Linked DNA regions of Gossypium hirsutum: regions 1, 3 and 4 are each linked to region 2. The links are chromatin contacts, called in public Hi-C maps. All regions are on one chromosome and are shown on one strand. The core of a region is the stretch at or near the end of the contact, and the rest is flanking DNA. Distances in the headings are between cores, read along the strand shown.

What was found. A called contact is a pair of places that touch in the nucleus more often than the background predicts.
Region 1: a Hi-C map of leaf shows a contact between it and region 2, with 2.5 times the contacts expected there. The contact joins the promoter of LOC107901125 here to the promoter of LOC107901117 in region 2. A contact is called at or near these places in 3 of 34 Hi-C or Micro-C datasets (hypocotyl, leaf and petal).
Region 3: a Hi-C map of leaf shows a contact between it and region 2, with 3 times the contacts expected there. The contact joins the promoter of LOC121202967 here to the promoter of LOC107901117 in region 2. A contact is called at or near these places in 9 of 34 Hi-C or Micro-C datasets (hypocotyl, leaf and petal).
Region 4: a Hi-C map of leaf shows a contact between it and region 2, with 3 times the contacts expected there. The contact joins the promoter of LOC107901111 here to the promoter of LOC107901117 in region 2. A contact is called at or near these places in 2 of 34 Hi-C or Micro-C datasets (both in leaf).

Annotation. Positions count from the first base shown.
Region 1 is chrD06:13,094,364-13,097,242 of Gossypium_hirsutum_v2.1, reverse strand. LOC107901125 reads left to right here and starts at 1,588. Exons shown (of 2, transcript XM_016827005.2): 1 at 1,588-2,055; 2 at 2,154-2,879. The coding sequence starts at 1,841.
Region 2 is chrD06:13,231,420-13,234,508 of Gossypium_hirsutum_v2.1, reverse strand. It overlaps LOC107901117, which reads left to right and starts at 1,256. Exons shown (of 14, transcript XM_016826993.2): 1 at 1,256-1,498; 2 at 1,953-2,001; 3 at 2,091-2,153; 4 at 2,260-2,311; 5 at 2,411-2,484; 6 at 2,563-2,693; 7 at 2,898-3,083. The coding sequence starts at 1,256. It overlaps LOC107901116 (a long non-coding RNA gene), which reads left to right. Exons shown (of 2, transcript XR_001685139.2): 2 at 1-246.
Region 3 is chrD06:13,468,575-13,471,449 of Gossypium_hirsutum_v2.1, reverse strand. LOC121202967 reads left to right here and starts at 1,306. Exons shown (of 8, transcript XM_041095727.1): 1 at 1,306-1,470; 2 at 1,561-1,657; 3 at 1,795-1,899; 4 at 2,021-2,103; 5 at 2,452-2,573. The coding sequence starts at 1,798. All of the region lies in intron 8 of LOC107901105 (CRM-domain containing factor CFM3A, chloroplastic/mitochondrial), which reads right to left.
Region 4 is chrD06:13,405,865-13,409,005 of Gossypium_hirsutum_v2.1, reverse strand. It overlaps LOC107901111 (zinc finger CCCH domain-containing protein 64), which reads left to right and starts at 1,344. Exons shown (of 10, transcript XM_016826988.2): 1 at 1,344-1,499; 2 at 1,609-1,882; 3 at 2,007-2,136; 4 at 2,228-2,347. The coding sequence starts at 1,425.

The DNA of each region.
Region 1 (2,879 bases), core at 339-2,838, 140 kb after region 2:
TGGCTTCCCCCTTGCTATTTTCGTTCACCATGGAGAAGATGAGCACATTTTGCCATCTTTTTCCCTTTTTAATTCTTTTTATTACTAAATTACCAAATTGTCCCCAACTTAAAAATTTTTTATTTCACTTATCTCATATCCATTTTTGTCTACCAACTTAACCAATGGTCTAATTACAGTATAAGAACCTCCAATTTAAAGTTTCATAACAATTAGACACCTCTAACATGTAGAACTCAACTTTTGCACTTTTTACAATTTAGTCCTTTTGACTAAATTGAGTGCCCAAACGTCGAAATTTTTGAACGAAATTTTCAAAAAATAATTCCGTGAAATCGTAGACCATAAAAATATAATAAAAGTAAATTTTTTCTGATCGGATTTATGGTCCCGAAACCACTGTTCCGGCTAGGCCCAAAATCGGGATGTTACATCTTTACTTCATTTATAATCAGGAGATCATTAAATGGAGTAATTAAGAAAACTTAATTCATTAAATGTAATACATTTACTAATTGAATGTAAAGGAGCTTATAAATAGCACCTTGTAAGTGAAAATTAAACAATGAAAATTCTCTTGTATTTTTCATCCACGTTTTACTTATTATTGTTTTATTAATTTTTCTATAACATTTTTTTCTTTTAGTTCTTTTTAAAATTGTAAGATTTTATTCCATTCCAAACTTTGCTTTTGTACAAATCTAAATAAAGTTAATATTTAATGCACTATCTCTGCACAAGTCCTATATACCATCACTGAATAATAATTTGACACTTCATCATTGAATAAAATAAAAAATAATTGAGGACTTATAAATAAACACAAATAAATTTATTTAAACATTATTAAATAATTAATTATAAAGAAATACTAACACTCTGAATTAGAGACCCTAAACCCTATACATGAGAATCTAAATCTTAATCCCTTAAATTTAAGATCTTAATTTAGAGAGTTATTAATATTTATTTATAACAATTACATTTAATATTTAATCATATTTAAATAAAAGTATTAGTATTTATTCATATATTTTATATTTTTATTTAATTTACTGATAATGTATTATATTATTTATTGATGGTGAATACTGTACGTCATAAAGTTTTGCCTAGATATTAACAATCTTTTCTATCTTTCGTGTTAATGTGAAGTAAAGTTGAAATTTGTAACTCAAATTAAGAAGGTTCAAATGGTTAATCGAATTTTTTTAATCCTTTAACAATTAGCTGAACTAAAAATTTTTCAAAATAAAATTAACCAAACCAAAATATTTCGGTTAATTCGGTCGGTTAACCGAAATTTATATGTTTTTACTTTTTTGATTAAAATAAGTATAAAACATAAAAAAAATATATTCATTTGACTGAATTAACCGAATTAACCAAATTAGAACTACATATAATTTGTATTATTAATTATTAAGTTCAGTTAATTCGACTAATTTGATTAATTCAAAAAAATTATTCATCGACTTCCGACCGAATTAGATCAATTAACTGACCGATTAAATGAATTAAATTAATTCAATCGATTAATTCGATTTTAACCGAAATTTAAACAATTCTTACTCAAACTCACCTTTCATGAAAGGTTGGCTTATAGCACATGCTTCGCATTTGTGCTTTCGAGGCTCTTCCCATGGCGTCGCCATGTGACCTGTTGCCTTTGGGTCTCAGTCCACGCCTACAAAAAGGAAAAGCCCACCCGGCCTGCATGTTCCCAGTTACTCTATGCCACGTCTCATAGACTTTCTATCTATCTATTTTATTTTCAGATGAAACCAGAAGAGGTTTTCCCGCGCTTTCCCTCCAAGAAGACGAAGGAAGCCAGCAAAAAATGGAGGCATGGGTTCCGTTGTTCGACATTTTCATGAATAGCCCTACACCTGAAATCGAAGCATCTCTTTGGCTGCAACAATGTTTCAATGCGACAACATTATCATCTTCAACAACAACTCCAATCACCGCAAGCTCTTTCCTTTCTTTGCTTACCAAACCCTGCAATCTCTTTGTCGATGACTCATCTTTTTCTTCACCTCTCACACCAAAAAGGTAAACCCATAAACTTAAGGCAGGAAAGAAACTTTCTTTGTTTTTTTCTTTTCAGATTTAGTGACTGATGAGTTTGATATTTTTTTATTTTGCTTAAGGATAATGTTTATAGAGACTCTACCGGGTATGGTTCAGTCAAGGGTACTTTCATTTCTTGCTTTGGAGAATGAGAGGTTTAATGGGAAGGAATTATCTAAGCTGGCACGCAGTTTGTTGAGTGAAAGTCAAGGGCTTGATTTTTGGGTCAAGAAAGCAGCACGGGATCTGCTCGACAGAGTGTCTGAACCAAATCATATTAATAAGTGGATTTCTGGTTTTAGTCTGGAATCTGGCGAAGAAGAAGTCGGCCAAGAGTTTGAGTCCTTACCGGATTGGCTCAAGGACATGGCTGCTGGTAATGATCCGCTTCTCTATTGGCTTCCTTTATCTGCAGCTGATTGTGGTCCTCGTTTTTATGATGATAGTTTGGAAAATGATGAGAGTTTGTTCAGTCAAGTTGAGGAAAATGGAGAAAATGGTTTGAAAGAAGTTGGGGACGAAATTGAGATGGATCGGGTTCTGAATGTGCCTTTAGAACCTGAAATTGAAAACATGGCTGCTAGTTTGAGAGACAGGGTTATAAACTTAGAATCTAGTTTCAAAGCTGTAGCATTAGGAAATGAAATTCGTGAACTTTGCTTGGATAAAGGAATGGATCCTTTTCAAGTTCTGTGTCTGATTGAGCCTTGGAAAGCCGAGGATGAGGCTGCTTCGGTGCTAATTTCTCATCTTTCAAGTGGGGATGAAGATGAGCTTGCTTGGCCAAGTCAGGTTCTCTGCTCAAT
Region 2 (3,089 bases), core at 7-2,506:
CATGGAGCGGTGCACGCTGGGGAGGGTCGTGGCGCGAGATTCGCGGCGGTGTGCGAGGGTGGTACTGGAGACTGCTGGGGCTTGCGGCGTTGGGGCCAAAGCTGCTAGGGTTTTCGGTAGAAAATTTGGTTAGTGGGCTGTTGGGGTTTGGGCCTAGGTTTAGTTTATTGGGTTGTTTTACTATTTGTAAGGCCTGGACCATTTGGGCCGATTACACTCTCAATAAACATTAACAAATTTATTGAATTGTTATCGTTTATAAGCAAAAATTTTAATACTTGACTAAGGGTGGGTTTGGATGGGTAGTAGGATGCAGTGCGATGCGTTTAGTTTATTTTTTATCTCACGTTATAATATCGTTATAATATCTAATTTCACTGTCACTGCTATTTTTAGACTAATAATAGGTAAATGCACTGTCCATCCAAATCTACCTTTAATAATGTGGGATATGTTGTTTTCAAATATCCCTTATTCTTAACGATGAAAACCTCATTTATTTTTAATAATAAAAGATAGTTTTTTAATTTTAATTTTTACCAAATATAATATCACATTGTAGTTTGTTTCTCATTGGTCTTGTTTTTTTAATGTCTATATTATTACTTTGAATATCTTTTAACGATAAACTAATTTTTAACCCGCCAACATTTTTCAAATATTTCTCAACACTTACAGATGAACTAGAGATAAAATTATACTAGTTAAAAATTTAAATGATAAATTTGGACCATTCAAATAGAATAAGGGTGATAATTTCATCTTTATAAAATAATAATAATAATAACCACATTTAAGTTTACAATTAACTATATGTAATTAACACAAAACTTATATGATATGAAAATTGTGTTCTCGCCAAATATGTTTAATTTAATTTTCTCTCAGTTCTTCATGTCTAACGTCCAAAACTTTTTCATCTTTCCTTTTTATTCTCAAAATTTGCTGTTAATAATTTTGAATGAATTATTTATTATTTAAACTTTTAGAAGTCATTCTCAACAAAGAGATTATTCTTTTCCCTCTTTGCTTGATTTTCGAGTAGTTATGTTAGTCTAACTATTCATTTTTATTGACATATTTATTTTTAACTCACAATACATTCCAAGTACTATCAAAAGCTTTTAAAAAATAAAACATACATGTGTATGTGACACTTACATTTAGGTCCCAGTAACATAGATTGTCTGACCTTCTTTCTTCCTGTTGCAGCATATATGTTTGCAAAGGCAAGGAAGGAAGAAGAGTTGAAGCAATGCGGATAACAAACAGAGTGAAACAAAAGCAGATTTATCTTTTGCTCCAGAGACAACTCCATGAGGTAATGACAAACCACCAATGTTTTCCGGTTGTTGCACTATCTGTGAAGGTTTTGGACTCCATTCCTGAATATCAGCAGAGAATGGAAAACTCAAACCTAATGATCCTGAAGAAAATCAAGAAAAGAATTGAAGATAAGGCTGTTTCCAAGCAATTTATTCGTGCAGAATCTCTATGGGTTTGTCCAATCTAAACCCATCTTCCTTTTTTTTTTCCCCCCAAAATATAGAGAGAAATAGTTACTTATTGCTCCTGCTAAGTTAGTTGCCTTGATAGAGAGTAATAAGGACCAGCAAGCAACTGGACCAATTGGCTCTATGTGAGACAAAGGATAGAGATCGACTGCCCCAATTTCCCTGCTTTATAAATGAGTCATAAATAATTTTGAAGTAATGGGGCCCTTTATGTAACCTTGCCTTCAAGTCCAGCCACATATGTATTTTTTCAATTTGAATTTCTTTTGAAAAAAATTGAGCATACATATGTTATACACATTCATATCCAGAAAACGTCTTCCTGATAAACAATGTTTTCCTTTTAAGCTATCCTTTCAAATTATCAAATTTGACATGATAATGCTAGTTTTAGTCCCTGGTTAATCTCTCTTATCATCATCATCTCTGCTTTTCTAGTCTCACAGAAAAGATTCCTCTCAAATGCCAGGAACCATCCAAGTTTCAGGTACCAAGTTTTGTCTTAAATGTAATTCCAATATGGCAGTTGAAGTTCATACTCCTTTTTCAAGACTTCCCTCATTGAATTCATTTCAGTTCTGGATTTCAAGGGTCTCCATTCATCGTCATCATCATCATCATCAAAAGTATCAATAAAAGGTAAACCAATCAACACTTTCATGTCCAAATTTTCTTATCTTGAATGGCTATATTCTATACACTGTGAGAAGAAAATTTTACCAGTGAGTTCATCTTCATAACGCAGTTTCCAAGGGAAAAATAGAGTACCAGACTTGGGACAAAGGGGAATTCTCATTGTAATGACTCTAAACTTTGTTTTGACATCCTTTGATTTTGCTGTGTTTTAAAGTTGTGAATTTTGCTATTGAATTCCAACATGTTTTGCTATTGCTCAGTCCATTGACAACCCTTCGTGACAATTTGATTATAACAATACAAGATGCAGAGGGAAACGAGATTTCTCATACAGGTTTGTGCCTTTTCATTTTCCATAAGCATTTAGAATATTAAGAGTTAGTCTGAATGAAAAAGCTATGGCATGGGGCAGGACTTGAAACCAGATTGGTGGTTGAGAAAGGTGTTTGGGATGACATATTTCACCTTGAAGGAGGTGGGCATGTTCATATGAAGTTGCAGTTTTTCCTCAATGAAGAAGAGCGCCAGCGAATTCGGATAATGGTATTCTTTTTCCCTTGCTTTCCTTTTGATGCAATAAATGACTGATCCTACAAGATTCCTTTTATGTGTGCATTAAACCATCAGCCAGTAATATGGGATGCACTGCATTAAGCTGTTTGATAAAATGCATGCCTATGGTATCCTGATAAACCTTATTCCTTTCCGTGGCGCTACTAAGTTATATATTTCTGAGATCATTTTCAGAGGGAATCTGCACTGAAGAAGAAACATGAAGAGCTTTGCAATAGTGGCCATGGAAGTCCCAAAAATGCTTCTGTTAGTTTTAGTGAAGCCAGTCAACTGTCTGTCCCCTTAAACAACCCCAAGGATGCCAAATTTGATATCGACAACAGAGACAGAAGTTATTCTATTCAGAAGCAAAAGAGCACAGTTAAG
Region 3 (2,875 bases), core at 57-2,556, 240 kb before region 2:
CAGGAAACACAGAAAAGTACCAGAGTATTCAATGCGAAAATGAGCATGTCGATGGCAAGACAGTGATCTAAGCATGTAGTTTAGATTTGCTTTGATGTCTTAATGACAGGATAAGCAAGTAGTAATGCTTAAGGATAGGTGTTCAATAGTGTCTCTGAGATCACCTTTTCAACCGGATATTGGTAAAAAGCTTCCTTGCTGCAAACCTAGTAAACATCTTAAAACCACACTGCATTTTATGAAGAAACTCCAGATCAGGAAAATGTTAATAAAGAATTCAATATATTATGTTAGTAATATAAAAGATATGCTTCTTGGGCCAAAAAAAGAAACAGAAATCCATACAATGAAGGAACATACCTGCGTATCACGAATTCCAGGACCAGCAGCCAAGAGAACCACAAGATTGTTTAAAATTTGACATTTTTTTAATTGATATTCCCTTTTAACATTTCACTACCATGTAATAGTTAAGGTTGTTTAAAATGAATTGGACCGGTCAATTAAATCAAATTTGTTTATCAAATTAATTAGATTGGGAACTAGTTGAGTATTGATACAGAGAAGGCATTAAACCAATTGATTCGAGAATTAGTACCTATCAATTAAATTGAAAAAAAAACACAATTGAACCCGATGATTGAAGCTAATTTTAACTATTTTTTAATAATTTATTTAATGGAATAGAATAGATTAAAATTAGAGGTGTGCATGGGCCGGGCCAGGCAGGGTTCAACTAAAAATTCAGGCTTATTTGCTAGGCCTGGGCCCGGCCTAGCCCCAAAAAGTGGGCCTAAAATTTTTCCCAAGCCCAACCCAGATAAAAATGCTAAAACCCGGGCCTGCCCCGACCCACCTATATTTATTTTTATATTATTTTTATATAATTTTAAAATATATAATACATCAAAAATACTAAAAACATCAAAATAAATATTTCTCAACAATTTAAAAAATATGTATACTTAAATAACATTAAGATAAATGTAACTTAACAAGCAAATGTCTCTAAAATAATAACAAAATTAATAATAAAATAAGTTTTATACAATATTCAAATAATAATAACAAAATAGTAGTAATATAATAGTATAATGGTAGTAAAATAAGGAGAAAACAACAAAAAAATAACATTATAAAAAAAAGTAATTTTATTTTGTCCTTTAGTGAATTTAGGCCGAGCTAGGTCAAGCCCGATATCTTATCTGAGGCCCAACCTACTTTTTAAATAGGCTTTATCTTTTTTTTTGTCCAAATTCATTTTTTAAGCCTATATTTTACTCAAATCCTATCATATTTTACTCAAATCCTATGATATTTTGAACGAGCTTCAAGCCGAGCCGGATGGCTCAACGAAGGTCTAATTAAAACTCATGGCATCACGGATTCAATCTGAAACCTTTCCTATATCCCAATCCATTTACAGGACTTGCCTTATTAAGCACGACAGAAGAAAGAGGCCAACCAGAGGTACAAAGAAATGGCCACCATTTCCCTTAACTTTGATTCATTGACACTGCTCTCAAATTTATAACTTATCCTAAATCTCCTTTTCCACAGGTACGAACACCATTCATATCTTCCTCCTGTCGACGTATCTCCAAACCAAACTCTACAATCTCGACGATGGCTCACTCTCATTCTACCCAAAACCCAGGTCCCAAATTATTAGTATTCCCTTTCTTTTATAACTTTATTATGGTTCCATTTTGTTTTTAATGTAAAGAACTTTGAAAATAAAATAAAAAAAGGACCCTTTTTTTTTCTTTCTAAATTTTAGTGATTGAGCAGCAGAGAATGATAATTCCGAACAAGCATGGTGAAAAACTGGTGGGATTATTGCATGAAACAGAGTCTAAAGAGATTGTAATCTTATGCCATGGTTTCAGATCCAGAAAGGTCAGTTGGGTCATTTCATCTCTTTCACTTGCTTTCAGTAGCAAATATATTTGGTGAAAATGTCTGTTCATGGAGGAATAGTAATAACTTATGGAAAGCAGCTCACTTAATTCTACTTCAGGATTACAATACTATGACGAACCTTGCCGCTGCTTTAGAAATAGAAGGAATCAGTGTCTTCCGTTTCGATTTTGCTGGAAACGGGTGAGTTGATTAAAATCTAATGTTACTCGGACTCTGGTGCGAGTGTCGGACATTGTATATGTCCAACACGGGTATGTTTAGATTTTTCTAAGTTTTTCTTTAATGTAGTTGGAGGGTTCTTGGTATTATCTCCACATTCAAGGGTCGGGTACGAGTGTTGGTCACGGTAGAAGAGTAGGAGCAACAAAGTTAAAATATGTAGAGATTTTAAGAGATGATTTTTCTTGGATTGGCAAATATGTATTATGCAGCATAGTTCTTACTTTCTATGTCTATTGCTGCTGCAGGAGTGTGTGTTTTGTTCACTTTGTTTCATAGTTGTGACTTATTTTGGGATCTATTTTTCAGAGAAAGTGAAGGTTCATTTCAGTATGGTAACTATTACCGAGAAGCTGATGATTTACACGCTGTAATTCAACACTTCTCAGGGGAAAGTCATGTCGTAAGTGCAATTCTTGGGCATAGTAAAGGTGAGTATCCCAGTGTTTCTTACTCGAACTTTTCTGAACTAGTTAAAATAGAGAATGGTTTTGCTCTGCACTGTAGAAATTGTAAGTTCTCTAAGAAGAAACTAAGTTGTTGAAGACTATATCTTAACTTACATTCTAATCACTGAGTTATTTTCAGGATGGATCTTAGCAATATCCTTTTTTCTTATAATGTTTTGATCATTAATACACGGAATAAGTAATGTAACCAAGCTAACATTACTGTTTAAGTGTTATATCACTGGAATAATGTAATCCAGGGGGGAATTTTGGTGCTTCTTTAT
Region 4 (3,141 bases), core at 95-2,594, 170 kb before region 2:
TGCAAAGAGCTGGCCAAATGGTGAAATTAGTTAGCTCCCTGATTTGATCTTTTGAATTGAAAATTCTCCAAAACACCTGCTTTCCTTCAACTGTGTCTGCATTCACAGTGCAGTGCGGGAGAATCAGATGAGAAACTATATAGTCATAATGATCACATGATGAATTATTGTTAACCCTACAATTATGCCAAATTACACAGTCCTAACCCTTGCCATACAACAATTACAGTTGATACCATGAAAGTGAACAATACATCAGACACTGTATAATGAAGAAAACCCTCTACATATGATAGCCTTCCACGTCAACATCTAGAATGAAATACTGCAGCCTCGCAATCTGAATGTGAATACTGCTCTGAAAGATTGTTTTAATTCGTGAAGCATTAGGATATATTTGTTTGGAACTTTGGATTACATCCGGTGAGATGGAAGTAGAAAATCACCATCAAATTGAACTGGATTAAATAATTGTATATATAATAAAAACAAAAGATTAAACTCATATTTATATTAAATAATAAATTTAAATTAATGTTAAATCATAGTTAAATAATATTAAGTGTTTAAATAATAGAAACATTAGTTTAAAATATATATTCATATTAACTAATAAAATATACATAATCTTTTTTATAAAAATAAATCTTATATAATAATATCTATCTTTACTTTCTATAATTATTAAATTTATATTTATATTACATATAATATATTTAAATTTGACAAAGCCAACTTTCAAAACAAAAAATTGTATAAATTAGGATGAATAAAAAACAAAATTGAACCAAAAACAAATCAAGGGCTACTAGTGTAACTTTTCATCTTTCTGTTAAAATTAATCGTTAGTTTTAGTGAGATGGGCAGCAACGACATTAAAATTATATATTTGGATTTAAATACAACGAAATATTGTAAAATTATAACAATATATATTAATTTTTTTAATATAATTGTACTTATAACTTATTTTAAATTTTAATAAATTATAAATAATATATTTATTAAACGGGTTTACTTAATTAGCACATGTAAATGAAAATTGATTAAAACATTTTTAAATCAAGACTAAAAATTGTGTTGATAATAACGTAATTAGCTTATTATAAAAATTATTATTTTAAAATTTATATAAAGTATTTTGCATTCGAAAATACGAAGTTATTGAAGCAGAAAGTAAAATGGAGAAAGAGAGAAAAATGTAAGATTAAAGTGAGGGTGCAGTCCTCTCAGACCATCAATTTTAGTTTAATTATAACAACACTATTAACTCTCGAGTATATTTGAGCCCAGCAAATATGGGCCGGACGGCTGGGACCATTTGAGACTTTCCGCATAAGCCCAAGTTCCCGGGCTTCAATCTTTCATTTCAGAGAACGCGGCTTCCGGCGTTCACCCCACATCGGTCTCTCTCTTCCTCTCTCATGGCTTCTCCCAGAATTCTACTATGCGGGGACGTTTTAGGCCGTCTCAACCAGCTCTTCAAGCGAGTCAACTCTGTTAGTTTCTTTCATTTCATTTATTTTTTAGATTTCTCCATGTTTCTGTTACGGTTTGCTTTTTTTTTTTTGAACTGCGGGGAGCTAAAAAACGATTATATTTTTTCAGGTAAACAAATCAGCGGGTCCTTTCGATGCTCTTTTTTGCGTGGGTCAGTTCTTCCCCGATGAACCAGATCGGCTTGATGAATTAATGGACTACGTTGAAGGCAGGGCCCAAGTTCCTCTCCCGACTTACTTCATTGGCGATTACGGAGTTGGTGCACCCAAGGTTTTGTCGGCTGTTTCGAGGAACTCCGCTAACCAAGGTTTCAAAATGGACGGTTTCAAGGTTTGCGACAATTTGTTTTGGTTAAAAGGCAGCGGGATGTTCACTTTCCATGGTAATTTTTTTTTAAACTTCTTTTAAATAGTCTCTGTTTGGTTACTGAGAAAGTATACGTAATTAGGCTAGAAAGTGCATGTGAAAATTTTCTATCATATCTGATTTTTTGTGCTTATATTTAGGTTTGTCTGTGGCTTACTTATCCGGTAGGCAGTTGTCTAATGGTCAACAGTTTGGAACATATAGTCAAATTGACATTGACACGCTACGAGCATTCGCTGAGGAACCTGGAATAGTTGATTTCTTTTTAAGATATCCTTTGCTTTGATAGGCATCGAGACTTTAATTTTAAATTTGATTCGCTTTTAGGTTGTTTATTTTGAATTCCTTAATTAGTTTTTACTAATGAATGGCCAAGTGGTATCACAAATAGAGCCACTGCATCAGATATCCCTGCAGGAATCTCAGATTCTTCTGGCAGTGATTCCACTGTCTCCCAACTAGTTGCAGAGATCAAACCACGGTACGTGATGTTTGAAGGTTTTGCATTACTTGGTGCATCCAATTCTCAAATATACAGTTTTTATGCTTCTTGTCAGATATATGATGCTGTTTCCATGACCATGAATGTTTATTTTATGGTTCTTGTTCAAATTAGTATTTAATGATGACTCTTATCTCACAACGACTTCAAGTTGAAATGGCTAATGACAGAACCCAACTCGATGTTAATAGAAAAATTATCGAGTCAGGTACATTAATCCTTATATTGTTCATGGTCTAAGGCCATACACTTAGTGAAATGTTAGAAATGAAAGATACATTTGTTACTTTGAACTATATTCTGCTTTTTTGACATCTCTGGCTTGTTGTGTGTCCAAGACTCAGTGTTCTACTATCAAATGAAAGCTTATCTTAGACTTTTAGACATCTTGATATTGTAAAAGGCTCAAGCTTTTAGTGAGAACCATATCTCCTCTCATTTGAAATATCTCTAGTCCAATCTTACCATCCCCTTTCAGAACAACAATTTAATGGTCAGATGCTGTTTGTTGTATGTATTTAACCACCTCAAGTACTGCCTTGTAATGTTAGGAGTTGAATTTCATTTTCATGAAATATCTGAAACTATAGAATATGCAATAATGGTTCAGTCTGAAGTGCAAAGAAATGTTTTCACTGGAAGGAAAGATTTTAGGGAGAATTTGATATTCACTAGCATTTTCTATTGGCTGGAAAAATCGACAGTGATGTGCCAATCCGCTTAGACATCTCAATGTGGCCATTTTCAGAGCAGTTTTTCTCGTGAAAGACTGA